3 separate regions of the Mus musculus genome follow, and all the other regions are linked to region 1. The links are chromatin contacts, called in public Hi-C and HiCAR-type maps. All regions are on one chromosome and are shown on one strand. Each heading gives the region's core, a stretch centred on a gene start, on an enhancer-like site or on the middle of the called end of the contact. The rest is flanking DNA. Distances are from core to core; before and after follow the strand shown.

What was found. A called contact is a pair of places that touch in the nucleus more often than the background predicts. HiCAR-type assays count read pairs that join an accessible place to other places.
Region 2: a contact with region 1 is called in a Hi-C map of B cells, with 6 read pairs. The contact joins the promoter of Spo11 here to the promoter of Atp5e in region 1. A contact is called at or near these places in 2 of 39 promoter capture datasets (the C10 cell line and pre-B cells), 1 of 484 Hi-C or Micro-C datasets (B cells) and 1 of 115 datasets of contacts at active chromatin or transcription factors (large pre-B cells).
Region 3: a HiCAR-type map of astrocytes shows a contact between it and region 1, with 3 times the contacts expected there. The contact joins the enhancer-like site here to the promoter of Atp5e in region 1. A contact is called at or near these places in 5 of 39 promoter capture datasets (cranial neural crest, hippocampal neurons, liver and 2 more) and 1 of 115 datasets of contacts at active chromatin or transcription factors (astrocytes).

What each region holds. Positions count from the first base shown.
Region 1 is chr2:174,461,953-174,466,616 of GRCm38.p6, reverse strand. Atp5e (ATP synthase, H+ transporting, mitochondrial F1 complex, epsilon subunit) reads left to right here and starts at 2,516. Exons shown (of 3, transcript NM_025983.3): 1 at 2,516-2,652; 2 at 3,988-4,117. The coding sequence starts at 2,621. The coding sequence ends at 4,114. It overlaps Prelid3b (PRELI domain containing 3B), which reads left to right. Exons shown (of 6, transcript NM_025531.2): 6 at 681-1,526. The coding sequence ends at 803.
Region 2 is chr2:172,977,067-172,981,730 of GRCm38.p6, reverse strand. Spo11 (SPO11 meiotic protein covalently bound to DSB) reads right to left here and starts at 1,889. Exons shown (of 13, transcript NM_012046.2): 1 at 1,707-1,889. The coding sequence starts at 1,837. Gm52538 (a long non-coding RNA gene) reads left to right here and starts at 2,611. Exons shown (of 3, transcript XR_003953974.1): 1 at 2,611-2,653; 2 at 3,390-3,487.
Region 3 is chr2:173,255,433-173,260,096 of GRCm38.p6, reverse strand. The region is part of intron 1 of Pmepa1 (prostate transmembrane protein, androgen induced 1); the gene reads left to right. Among named protein-coding and RNA genes, the nearest start is that of Pmepa1, 19 kb to the left of the region's middle. Within about 2 kb of position 2,311, at least 139 of the 459 cell types and tissues checked have an H3K27ac peak or open chromatin away from gene starts, as enhancers often do. A contact at or near this core is called in astrocytes, where this site is marked.

The DNA of each region.
Region 1 (4,664 bases), core at 1,267-3,766:
CCTAGCACGTTGTTTCTTTAGCACATTTCATCAAGTCATTCCGTTGAGGTGTACAGGCAGCAAAACAAATGTGCTCTGCCCTCACAACACTCAAGGAGGCAGCGTTAATCATATTCTGTTAGGAAAGCAAAAGTAAAGGCAGGCCCGAGGGTTAATGAAGGTTTGCTAATTGATGTTTTTTGCCAAGTGTTAAGAAGGAGGGAAGGACTTGGTGCAAGCAGTATCCAGAAAGAACATTCGAGTGGGGGCTGCCCCTTCATTCCTCAAGAAACTGTAGAGCCACGGGAAGGAAGAGGGCGAGTTGGGGGGGGGGGGGGGTTAAAGACCAGATTCCAAGGTGTGTGTATGATTGATTTACAGTGTTGATATAAAAAGAAAAGGGGCGTGACCAAGCTAACCAGTCAGTCAGCAAGACACCCTGCCACTCAATTGTACGATTCTGAGAACATCTTCTGTATACAAAATAAAATTTGTTTCTGGATCAAGCCAATTGCTCAAGGCATTTGGTATTTGGTAAATAATAACTGAAAAGAGAAAGACAGCGAGGACAAGAGATCTGTCCCTGTGGTTTAGTTAGCCTGTAACACACACACACACACACACACACACACACACACACACACACCAAACGTGGTCACACCTTCACTGTTGCTAACAATAAATGCGTTGCACTTTTTAAGGGCCGAGAAGCAATGGAGTGGGTGATACATAAACTGAACGCTGAGATTGAGGAATTGGCAGCATCAGCAAGAGGAAGCATAAGGACACCAATGGCGGCAGCGGCAGCACTGGTGGACAAATGACAATGGAAATTGGTGTGCAGCATCAGGGCTCCAGGACTCTCAAGCTGGCATCATATTATTTGTTATTTAAAAGACACAATTATTTTAGGTAGATCTTTTTTTTTAATGAGGTGGGGTAAGGCTGTGACTTTTGATCTAAACAAAAGATCCAGAACCTCTAAATCAGAGGGATCATCTGAGGGGAGGATGTAAGACTGGGAGAGGCTGTGTTCATGTGAACAGTTAACGGGTTTGTTTGCTGTTGTTGTTGTTGTTGTTTAAGTACTTAGAAGAAATTGGTGTTGATCTGGAGTCTCTTAAAGCTCCAGGTACTGGAACACTACCTGGCTGCGGACCAACCAGAGCAGAGCCCAGCCGCCCTCCTGTCCACAGCTGCCCGCTGCTGTGAACCAGAACTGCCTGCATGAGGGACTCACTCTACAAAGAGAACCTGTAAAATTTAAATGACATTAATTTATATAAAATAACCTGCCCTGCTGGAAACCAGTGTTTGGATTTGGTACTTTTAAATGATATTTTTGGAGTGAAAATTAACAGTAAGGTAATATATGACTCCAGCAAAAATAGTATTTTATTGTATTAACGGGTACTATAATAATTTGCCAAATTTTGTGACTTAGTAAAGGCATTCCCTTCCTTGAATTTGTACTTTGTGATTTCGCATGCTGTACTGTGGGCTGGTTATGTTAACCGAAAAAATAAAGTCATTACCTGAGTGTCTCATCACTCTTAACAGAACACTGAGACAGAAGAGCAGCTCTTCCCATCTCTGAGCACTTCACATTGACTTATAAATGTCATGGGTTTGTAGTTGCTAAGACATGGTATGTCAGGTTATCGGAATATGAGTACTTCTTGAGGCAGTTAAGACCACAAAACAGCTTTATTACATGAAGAGCTGTCCATCATTTGAGACAACACATGTCACCTAGGACCCAGATCTTCTCACCTTAACTCAGGGCATTAGATGAGAAGAGCCTGGAGGAACACCATGGTCTGAGGGAAGTCCTAGAAGATTGCGCCCCGTGGGGACTCAGGATGGCTGCAAAACAGCCACAGAGATTGTCTAAGTGGTGTTGGCTTTGATGTGTACAGTTTTGCCTGGGTGACTGGTGACTGCCTTTTGCCTTTTATGGGGTGGGTTTTCCTGAAGAGACCAGTTAGCATGCATACAAAACCACAACTTCAAGTTCTTAGCTTCCTACTTTAAAGGATTACTCAGTTTAATAATTCTTTGGACATTTGTAAAAGATTTTTAAAAAGTAAAGGAAAAATCGTTTGACAAGTGGAATGAATGTTCCAGCTAAACAGAGCACTACTTAACATTGTTGGACAAAGTGTCAGGTACGGTTTCTAGGAGTTACACCTGTTCTGGAAGGGTCTGATGCCCTGATGATGTTTTTTTAAGTATATACATTTCCACTTTGCAATGTGGTTCCATCGTGAATTCTGCCTGAGTACAAATGGAATCCTGGGCATGGGTACATGCAGACAGGAACATTAGCTGTCACTCAGAGCGGGCTCGAGGAGGCCCCGCCCCCTGCCCGCAGCACCTGGAAGGTGACCGGCATGCAGCGGCCTCGCTTTCCCAGGTGTCTCTACGGCCACAGCTTCCGGTAGCCGCTCGGCCAATGGGCAAGGCGCGACCGGCGCTCCTATTGGCTCCTGGTTGGCAAGGGCGGGATGAGGCGCTGACTGGCAGGTCCGCGTACCCCACCCCTTCCGCTACTCAGGCCTGACCTTCCTGCTGCCGGGCCGGTTTGAGGCTACTCTGAAGCGACCCAGCGGTTCTGCCCGACGCGCCCGCTCGAGACACCATGGTGGCGTACTGGCGACAGGCTGGACTCAGGTACGCCCAGAAAGCGTTGGGAAGGCCTGGCCGGCCGTCACCAGGCCGTACGAGACGGCCAAGCCACGCGGCCACCCTCCAAGATGGCGTCGCCGTGGACAAGGCTCTTCGCGGGGTCATGGGGTCAGGGACCCTAAACAGAGGTGGCTGCTCCTCGGGAGAGGTAGCCTACAGTACCTGCATGATCGCTGTGACGGCCAAGTGCACAGCACCCTTGACCTGGCCACGCTGACACTGACCTTGCTCACCTGCGCAGAGGGAGGGGCGCACAAGTTCATTTTCAAGTGTGACCTTAGTGACCTTTTCCCAGTAGTGAAAAAAGGTGAAAGCCCTCTAACCTGTGGAGCGCCCTGCAGGGGCCCCGTGATGGGTGCGAGCTGTGGGCCTAGGAGTGGTGGTGCATGGTTTCCTTGCTCCAGGGAGTGCATCTTGTTAGTGTGCTGGGTGGAGGAACACCTTTCTGGGTATCAGGCTGAAGGCCCAGTGCCCCGACAGAGTTCAAGCAAAGTTGTGTAGAACAAAAGGACGGTAGGCTCACAGTTGATGCCTCTTATTAAACTATCTCCCATGGCGTCCATCACCTTATTTTCCTGCGCCCAGCCGCTTGAAGGACAGCTATTATTTTTACCCCGGTGCTTTGCAGGTTAAACCCTTTGCTCCTGAGCTCCCCAAACAGATTTAAAGCAGGAGAAACAGCCAGCCACTCCTCCATCTCTGGTTTCAAAAAGTGTGAAAAGTGCTATCTTCTGGGATAATAGTGTTGACAGGTGAATCCATCTACCTAACAGGAAGTTTCCTCTGAGCTCTGTTTGCTACTGGTGATGTTCTCTGAGAAGTTTGGAAACCTTGGTTAGGAAGTGTTTTCACGATAGACAAGAGCAAAAATCCAATATTTTCAGCAGTGCCTTTAATAGTTGACCATGAAAAGCACTCTTTTAATTCAAAATAGCTTTCCTAATTGTGTGTGTGTGTGTGTGTGTGTTGTAGGAATAATATAATTAAAGCAATTAAATACAGAAATGGGCTGGGGAATCTTTCCTACATTGTGGGACTTAAAAAAGCAAACAAACCAACCAACCCTTATTTTAAATTACTAAGTCCTGAAAAGATACACTGCCAAGAATTGTGACCTCCCAGCCAAGTACCAGCTGATCTGGGGGGCACAGTTCCGATTGTTTCCTTTGAATAGATCCTGTTTGATATTGCCCAGTTTTCAGTCCAATTTTACCTTAGTAATCAACCAAAATTATGGAAAGAAAACCAGGGTATCACACCTCATGACACCGCCATTCCAGCTGTTGGTAACCAGCCTCGTATCCTCTCTCACTTTGCCAGCTACATCCGGTTTTCCCAGATCTGTGCAAAAGCAGTGAGGGATGCCCTGAAGACCGAGTTCAAAGCGAACGCTGAGAAGACTTCGGGCAGCAGCATAAAAATTGTGAAAGTCTCGAAGAAGGAGTAGCTGGTGAGTGAGTCACTGGTTTCCTCACAAGTTGCCTCTTAAAGTTTTTAAAGTGCCATAAAGCCAAACCCAAAAACTTTAGTTTGAGCGTCTGCCTCTCGGTGGGCGGTGGGCTTGGATGATGCCGGATACTGGGGTGATCATTCCAAGTGTGCAGGTTGTAGAGGTCGCCTGGCATGAGGGAGGGGAGCCCTGTACAGCCCCGGCAAACAGTAATTGGCAAATTGATTTTTCAGTGCAGTTAGCAACCCTGAGATAGAAAGCCATCTTATTTTAATTAAACCTGGTTCATTTATCTGCACAAAATCAAGTAATTGGGAGGATGCCCCCCCCCCCTTATAATTGCTATTGGAGTTATGTAACGGTCTGGAACATGAGGCATGGACGGCAGTACTTCGAATGGTCCTCCCCATAGCTGCTGGTGTCTCACGCATCCCTTCTCCCAGCATCCGGGCAGGAAGGCTCATAACCCCAGGCAAGTCCTGCTCTGCTGAGCTCCCTGTGTGCTCAGGGAGGCTGGCTCAGTTTCCCTGTGCGGAGGTGTTGGGGT
Region 2 (4,664 bases), core at 640-3,139, 1.5 Mb after region 1:
GTTGTTTTGTTTTGTCTTGCTTTTGGAGACAAGGTCTCACAAGGTAGCAAAGGCTAACCTGGAACTCACCATGAAGTTCAGAATGGCCTCAAACCCACAATCCTCCCTTGCTTTCCTGGATGGTGGGATTGCAGATGTGGACCACCCCTCCTCGCTTCTGTTTGTCTCTTTAAGCCTTGCAAACACATGTCAGTAACCATCTCTCTTACCAAATTCTTACCTTGGCATGGATTCCAACAACTGTTCTCATAGCGCTTACTTACAAAAAATTAGATTTACCTGTAAATTCCTCTTTCAAAGAACCCTTTTGCATTAATGACGAGCTAATATAACTTACAAATACATTTTTTATTTGCTCACATTAACTTACTTCAATGTCGCTGAACTTCAATACAGACTTGGCTTGAAATACTACTGTAAAAATGTTTTAACTGAGGATGATGTAAGACTAGCTTTGAACTTCCTTCCCAAGAATTCAATGCAGAAACATTAACACACATATACGCTCCTGCAAGTGAGCAAGCGCGCTCGCTCTCACACACATACATACTTTCTTATAGCACATTGCCCTAAAATTGATATCATGACTAAAAATTAACCATCTTAAATTGTAATGATTCAAAAGGAAAAAAATTAATCACTACAAGAAAAGAAAAAAAAATGAATTTTGTACTAAATAGTTCACTTGGCCACAAAAAAATCATGCCTCTTTACCACAAAATATCAAGACTGAACCCAGCTTTCTCCAGCTGGCTGTTAATTTCACAAACCATCAGTTTAAAAAAAATATATATCTCAATCATTTTAAGCAACATTGGCACATTGCCTAAGGAGGAAAGCCAAGCTAAACAAAGAAGATGGGCAAAATGTTGAGTTTTAACAACCACACAATTCTCAACGTTTCTACTGTGTGTATGTGGGGGGGGGGATAGATCAGAAAATGGATTTTAAAACATTTACTATTTTCTAACACAATTTTTTTCAAAGTTTGGAATAGGCTGAGACAAATACTGAAGGTCAAGATATAGTCAGGTGAACCGTAGGAGAGTCTCTGTAGTTGGTTGTGAAGAAATTACTTACAATATGTTCATCTGTTCCCTTCAGGTTAAAAAAAAAAAAGTCTTATTATAAATTACTTAAAATGTGATGATGTCCTTGTTAGTTCTGAGAAATTAATTAGTGGTAGTTCAGAGAGTAAACGCTTTTCACTTTCTCTTTCCTCTTCTATCCCTCACTCCCAAACCTATTTTACACACACACACACACACACACACACACACACACAATTTTTTTTCAACATGGGGTTTCTCTGTCTAACAGCCCTGGCTATTCTGGAACTACTGATTTCAAACTCAGAAACCTGCCTGCCTCAGCCTCCCGGTGCTGAAATTAAAGCCCAGCTTTCATTTAAAACAAAAACAAAAACAAACAAAACAAAACAAGACAAAGCCCCATAAATCCAAAGCAAGTCTCAAGCTCTCTGACTATAAAGGACACTGATAAACCTAGGAACTAAGCCAGAGCGGGGCGCCTGGAACATTCTAGAAAACATCTGGTGTGTACAGGGTCCCGGTCACCACCAGGGAGCACTAGGGAGCACCGACTTCGGGGCTCGGACGTGGCCTCCGACGCTCTCCCCACGGAGGCCACCTCGGCGCCACGAGGAACCTTCCCGGGCTTTCCATGGCCCTGCCGAGCTGCTGTACCTAGAGGCCACGCGGGTGGCCCCGGCAGGGGTCTCCCCTGCGCCTCTCTTCACCATGGCCAACAGGGAAGCCCTGTGCCGATCCAGGGCGTCGAAGAACGAGGCCTCGGGCCCCATAGGCGCGAACGCCATAATGGCGGATGCGGAGCCGCTCTGAGGCCTCCTGCCCCTGCGAACCTTTCCGCGCTCTAGCCACGCGCATGCGCACTGCACCACTGACCGCGGGACAGCCCGCGGAGCAGAGTGCGCAGGCGCAGGGGCCTCTGAGGCGCCCCCCCAACACACACACACACACACACACACACACACACACACACACACACACACACACACACACACTACCCTTCAGGGAGGACATGAAGCTCTCAGATGCAGATCTCTGGGGTCGAGGTTTTCTTGGTCTGATAACTTAGGGGAAATAATACTTGCAAAGCTCTTTTGGGGGGTCATTTGGGGAGGTAATAATTACAACTTTTCACTAGGACGGTCATGGACCTGGGGATAGGTATGGGAGAAGGGAAACATTTCTGCCTGGTTTGGCTTCCTGCCTCTGTACCAGGTCCTCTCCACCTGCCTCCTCCTGTGTGCCGGGATTAAAGGCTTTTTACTGTCCAAAACATGTTTGGGATTTGCTTTTATTAAGAAGATTGTCGTTGGGGAAAGCTCGGCGTTAAGAATTTTAATGCACTTGTAGAGAGCCTAGGTTCATTCATTTCTTAGGACCCCCGCCAGGCAACTCATATCTGCCTAAAACTACACTTCCATGGGACCTCATGCCCTCTGGCCTCTGTGGGTTCCTGCATGCATGTGGTACTCACACATAAAAATATTTTTTTAAAAAAAGTGAATTTTTAAAAATATATAAAAAGTTGTTGCTTATCTGAAAATAGTATTTCCATCCTAAGCCTTAATAGCGTGAATATCACTTCCTCTCCTTGCAGACCTACGGTAAGACATGTCTCGCTTTATTCTCTCTGAGCCTTCTAGAGCAGAAGGTGGGATTTCTGAAGTCCTAGAGGAGCCTTGACTCTTAGAACCGTATCCTTAACAAAGAGAGACTGGGATGAGGTAAAAAACTGACTGGACCAAAGTGGCTTGAATCAAGGTGTATGAGAGATGCTGGGACTGATCCCGTGAGAGCCACCTGACCACAGGCCCCAGTTGATAGTTTTTATTTCTAATAGTCTAGTGGCAGAAATAACAGCCTCCTCTCTGCATGCCCATGCTGAGGCATCCCTTCCCTCTGAGGGACCAGCCACACTTCCCTATACTATTCTGTAGTATAGAATAGAGTTTATTTAGGGCATGGATGGGGAAGGGAGTTGAGAGAAAGGGGGGGTGGGGATAGAGGAGTAGAGGCTGGCTATGAGCACATGGGGGGGAGGAAGGGGGGAGGGAAATGGGGAAAGAGGGGGAAGAGGGGAAGAGAGCAAGGACAGGAGAGCAAGAGAGAGAGAGAGAGAGAGAGGAGGGGGCAAGCAACCCCTTTTATAATGAGTCAGGCCCAGCTGGCTATTGCCAAGTAACTATGGAGTGGAGCCTAGGCTAAAAGCCAACACTGCGTGTGTGTGTGTGTGTGTGTGTGTGTGTGTGTGTGTGTGTGTGTGTGTGTGTGAGACCTGTGTGAAGAGCCTTTCTTTATCATTATCACACTCCTTCCTGTTGCCTCTCATGTGCTATGCAGTGCTGGTTACCAGAGGGATGAGGGAGCTAGGTCTCTGTCCTCAGGAAGCCCTCAGCCCAAGGAGATGCAGCAACTGAACACAAACGGGCGAACCTCAGGTAAGTGTACCAGGAGATAGGTACACTTGAAATGAGTAGGGAAAACTCACCCTCATTTTCTGGATGGAGAGTCTGGGCTCAGAAAGGTTGAGAGCTGCATGCGAGGCTGAGCATGCGAGCCGGTTCTCCAAGAGGGAGGCTTTGATGCCAGGTTCATGTCAGATCCTGGGGAACCCAGGGGCCTCCAGGGGTCTGGCTCAGGGTGGGCTGGCATTTTGCAGGGTTCTTCCTGGCGGAACTAGCCCTTTGTCCTGAGTGGTGGCCTTTTTGTTTGTTTGGTTGGTTGGTTTGGTTTTGGTTTTAGTTTTCCTCCGGAGGACAGCCACACAACAGGCAAGCTTCAGAAGGACTTGAAGAGGGAGGGCAAGGTGACATCACAGCTTTCTTCTGAGTTTCACACACGGCTCCCCTTTTATGTCCCTTGGAGACAGACCTGAATCGCAGGTCTACAGACTCCACCAGAGGCCTCTCTCCTCCTCTGGGACTTTTGAAAAGTTCTGAGGTGGCTGGAGGGCTAGGGAGGAGCCTGCAGATGAACAAAGATGCCTAAACCTGCAGATCCTTTGAGAGAGACTCAGGGTTTGGGTGCCTGGCGGGGGTTCCCACCTCCGTGACAAAGGTGGGGGGAGGGAGCGTTCTGCCAGCAGCTGCATCTGCCTCTGCCCTGCAGGCATCCTGCCTCGTTCTGTTCCGAGAGGAGTAGAGGAGCAAGGAAGCATTGCTGTGCTGTGTGAGCATTGCGGTGTGCCCGCAGCAGCTGTTTACAGCACCTGCACTTCAAAGGCAGCTCCAGCCCCACGATGGGAGACAGGACCAGAAAAACACAGTGGGCTCCAAGCAAGCCTCAGCCAGCACTGCTGGCGAAGAGAAGCTGTCTGGCTTCCCCGGCTGAGACCTTTTCATCCCCTGGCCCTCTGAGCATTTCCCTAGACTTTGTCAGGATGAAGGTCTTAGTTTCTTTTTCTGTTGCTACAATGAAAACACCTCCACAAAAGCAACTTGAGGGAGAAAGGGCTTGTTTTATCTGGCAGGAAGTAGCTGGTCGTGGGTCACCCACAATCAGGAAACAGGGATGAATGGGTGGGTGTAGGCTCGGCTCCATGAATGCATTTTATACACTTCAGGATCTCCTGCCCAGAGAATGGTCCTGCCCAATTAGAATGGATCTTCCCAAACC
Region 3 (4,664 bases), core at 1,062-3,561, 1.2 Mb after region 1:
CCAGGGGGAGGAGCTTGCATCAGCAGGGGAGGGGCGCACAGGAGACCCATCAGACCTTGGCCCTGGCCTGGCTGCTGGAACCCACCTGGGACCTCAGCCCCGGCTGTGGAAGGAACACTCTGGACTTGCTGAGGAGGGTCTGAAGAGATGGAGCCCTTCCTCCCCTGCTGAGGAGAGGTCCCCTCCCTTCCTGTATGTACCACTTTGTGCTTGAATTGTGTTTTACTTATTGAACACCTACTGTGCGCCAGACCTCAGGTTCTATAAGTACACACAGTGTGACTGACAGTCAAGAGACTGGTGAGTTTGTACCTCAGCTTCAGAGTCCTGCAGGGAAAGCCAGGGCTCTAGGTGTGTGTCTTTGTAGACGCCCTGCCCTGCTGCCCGAGAGAGTGTTGTAAGCCAGAGTCTAGACCTTGGGGACGAGCCACTGTTTGGGGAGCACTGTGGCTCTTAGCTCAGATGTGGCCGTGAGATGGGCGGGAAGGACTCTGATGTCTTCACCTTTAACGGCTCTTAGGTCACAGGTTCTACAATGAGCCACAGGGCTTCACGCCCACTCCACAGAGTCCGCTGATGTCTCACCAACTAAGGAGCCTCAAAGCCAGAGCTGCCTGTGTCCCGGGTCTCCCACAGTAGGTCGGACGGAGCCGGAGACTCCCCAGCTGTGCACGGTGCTCAGTTGGCCTGTGGCGTCCGTGCAGATAGGAAAGATTTGAAGATTTGTGTTGGTGACTGTGTAGTGTAGACTCCTTATCATCCATCCCTCCTTCCCCGAATAGTGGGTCAGAGTTGCACACCGCACTCACCACTTTGGGTTACATGAGTACAGGGGAATAGAACTTGGGTACCCTGGATCTTAGTTAGTGTGTGCTCTACCGCTGACCTGCCCCAAACCCCTCTCTCTACTGAAGTGCGTGAAATAAGTCACTTAGAGGGGACCAAAAAAAAAAAAAAGACCCCAAAGCATCATGCTGTGGTCATGAGCACAGTGTGTCCAAGTGACCGTTCAAAGGACAGACTCCAGACAGAGCTGGCTAGTGTGTTTCTCGGTCTGCAGTGACAATAGGCTGATTCTTATGACTGGAAAGACAACAGAGAGCTCCTTATTTAACTCCAAACTCAAAGAATTTGACCAACGATAAGGACAAAAGGCAAAGTGCCCCTGTCCCTGGGGCCAGTCCTGCACGAGATACTCTCAGATGTGGCTGCCTAGGGGCTGGAGGAGGGCAGGAGGTGGGCATTGGGAGTTGTGGGAGTGGCTATGAGAGTGAGGGACTGATCATAGGGCGTGCACTGTCCTGGAGTCACCACGGGGAGTGGATAGCCACGAGAGGAGTAGGTGACCATGGGGAAACAGACTGGTGGTGGTATTGGGAGCAGGCAGCCACCTGAGCCACAGGGAAATGGGATTCCATGTGAGCTGCCAGGGAAGCGAGTGACCAGTCACATGGGTGATCAGTCACATGGGTGACCGTGGGGAAATGAGCTACCCCTTGAAAAGCCACTGGGTATGAATGAGCTCTCCTGGGGTTTAAGTGACCAGGGAGGGTCAGTAGGGGCCAGAGGTCACAGCATGTGGGCCCTACCCTAACTCTTGCCTTCTTTCTAGTTAGGTTCAGGAAGACCCCTGGCCTGGCTGCACTTGTCTGAAAGGGATAAGAGTAGCCATTTGTGAGAGTGTGGGGTGCTGTTCTGAGGACTGACCAGTGGCAGGCAGGTCCCAGGCTTCCAAGTTCAGAGACCCAGGTCTGAATCCCTGTGCTGGGTTAGGTCTGTCCCCAGGAAGGGAGAGAGTGTGTGTGGTACCCCAGAAGTGGCCCGGTCCCAGTCGTCTTCCATAACGCCAAGTTCCCTAATCAACATTTCTCCTTGGGGAGACCAGGCCCTGTCCCCACCACACAAAGCTTAGTCACACATCGAGACTGCCAGTCTAGACATGTCACTCTGGGGAGTAATCCCTTGAATTCTGAAGGGTCAGGGTTTTTGGGGAGAGCCCAAGTAGGCTGACACAGGAAAGGGGTGGGTAGTGGCTTCAAAGGAGGTAGCCCAGCATGGGACCAGACCACCACTGAAACCTAGGCTGTCCCCCCACAGAGATGCCCCGGGTAGCCCAGTCTAGCTGACATCCACAGCGTTTGCGGGCCCAGCACTGCTTAGCTGACACTGGCTAAATAAAAACCCAACAGCCTGTGCCAATAAGTCTGGGGCAGGCTGCCAGTGAAGACAAAGGCCCAGAGGCAGTGTCGGGCCATGTCTGTGCCAGAGGAACTCCAGGCACTCTGTGCCTGCTCTGCCCAGTCTGAGGAGGCCAGGATGTCTGAAGTCTTGGCAAGAGAGGACCAAGTGGAAAAAGTCCCCAGTGAGACAGGAACCTCAGCTGTGCCGAGTCACTGTGCCCATTGGTGACAAGAAGGTCTGGCATGTACCATGTGAGAGCCGCAGCTGCTCAGGGAGAGGCAGCCCCCCCCCCCCGCCCTCTCCCACCCCCTCAGCTCTCCTCCTCCAGCAGCAGAGGCCCCACTGCTTTGAGCCTCAGTCACCTTGCTGGGATCATAGCGCTTTGGCAATGTCTGCAGACTTCGTTGTCAAAAGTAAGAGTGTGTGAAGGGTGTTAGTGGCACTGGATGGGAGACCCTGGGGTGTGGCTGAATTGCCACAAGTGCACAGTACAATCCCCTCATACCCACACCCCATCCCGGCCACTGCCACCACATACACAGTGTCTTTCTTTCCTTAAGCACAGTTATCTGAAGAATTGGGGTTGAATGCAGTCCAAGCCCAGAGACCTCATCCCCAGCGTGGTGATGCTATTGGAATTAAGAGAGAGGGTAGATAGGAAACTGGTCTGAGCAGGACTAGAAAGTGAAGAAGCTCTTGCATGAGGAAGACCAGCAACCCTCAAATGGGATCTGAGGCCACCCACAGCACGGTCCACAGCACCGTGTCCTGCTGCCCTCACAGCAGCTCCCAAAGTGAGGGGGCTACCTGGACAAGGAGGGCAGTGAGAAGCTTAGCGGTGCTTAGCTGAGCTGTGGCTACCTGCTGTGTGATGTCCCCAGTCATCTCTGTCTTCTCAGGTCACCTGTCATTGCTCAGAAGTCCCCAGGGCTGGAGAGTCACAGGGGCTTGTCACCAACCAAGCCAGTGTCTTGGGAGCCACTAGTCTTGGGGTAGGATTTGCCTGGCCTTCTGGAGCTCCCAAGACCATGGAGGACTGGAAGGAGCGAGACTTTGAGGATGGGCCTGATCCTGCAGTATCTCAGGAGGCCTTGGGGTGACTTGGTTACTGGGGAGTTTTGTGGAGCTGAGAGCAGGTCAGTTGGCACACTCTTCAACAGCTGCTATTTGGATAGCAGAAGGCAGAGAGGGGTCATCCAGCCAGCTCCAAGACTGGTGATGGACGACTGGGCCGGTTGAAGGGAGAGGTTGAGGTTATGGTGAAGATAGAGGCCACAGGCAGGCAGACCCAGCCGCCCAGGGTTCATGGATGAGACCCAGGGCCTGGGTGGGTATGAGGTAAGAGGTTGGTCTCCAGACAGAGCGCAGTGGAGGGAGAGCTCACACAAGGCCCTTCTTGACAAGGGTGCTGCTGGGATTGTGGGTGGTTCCTGGAACCCACTGCCTCATTTGCCCTGGAAGTCTATTTTCCCTGAATAATTAATCACTCCCCCTCAGGCCAGAGACCCTGTGTTGGAGGACAACCCTGCCAGACAGGTTTTGTCTGCCTGATTGGCCAAGAGCTTTCCAGGGCATTGGGAGGGGAAGCTTCTTAGGCAAGGGCTGGGCTGTTTGAGAAAGGTGTGGTAATTGATTAGTTTTGTCTGTGCTTGTGGCTAGGTGGGGGCAGACATATGGGGCGATTCGGGGTGTATGTATGGGGGACTCCCAGGTGCAAAAGGTGAGTGAGTTCTTTCTCTTTCTGCCTGGGGCGCCCTAGATAAAAGTCTCTTTTGCTCTGGCTTTGGGGACCAACTGCTAAGGAGACAGGCTGTGGTAGCTGGTTTCTCCATCCCTGGAGAGCTTGGGGCAAGTCCAGCCTGGATAAGAAGGAAGTCACTCCCGCTCAGTCCCTGAACAATAGAACACGCTGTTCCAGGCAGGGCCTGGTCTGTGCCCTTCCCTGGCAGATGCACTGGGGGCTGCGTTTCTGTCTAGATAAACCCAGTCCTTTTCCCAGAGTGCAGAGCCTAGGTTGTAATTGCAGGAGGAACATGCTGAGGAATAGCCATTAAAAATGAGTGTAGAAACCCAAACAGAACCCAGAAAAGCACTCAAGGCTCGGTCCTAGAACACCGAGGCTGTGGCTCTACAGAAGCAATTCCTGATTCTCCGAGGGTCCCCAAGACTGGCGTGGCCTCTTGCACCAGTGGCTTAGTGTAATCAACCTCTCTCCGGGAATCCTATACCTGAGGCTGGGAAGATCTCGAAGCATTCATTGTGCTCAGCACTACATTCACTGTGCCCAGCACTACATTCACTGTACCCAGTACTACATTCACTGTGCCCAGCACTACATTCACTGTGCCCAGTACTACACTCACTGTGCCCAGCACTACATTCATTGTGCCCAGCACTACACTCACTGTGCCCAGTACTACACTCACTGTGCCCAGTACTACATTCACTGTGCCCAGCACTTTGACCACCATGACCAGCACTAT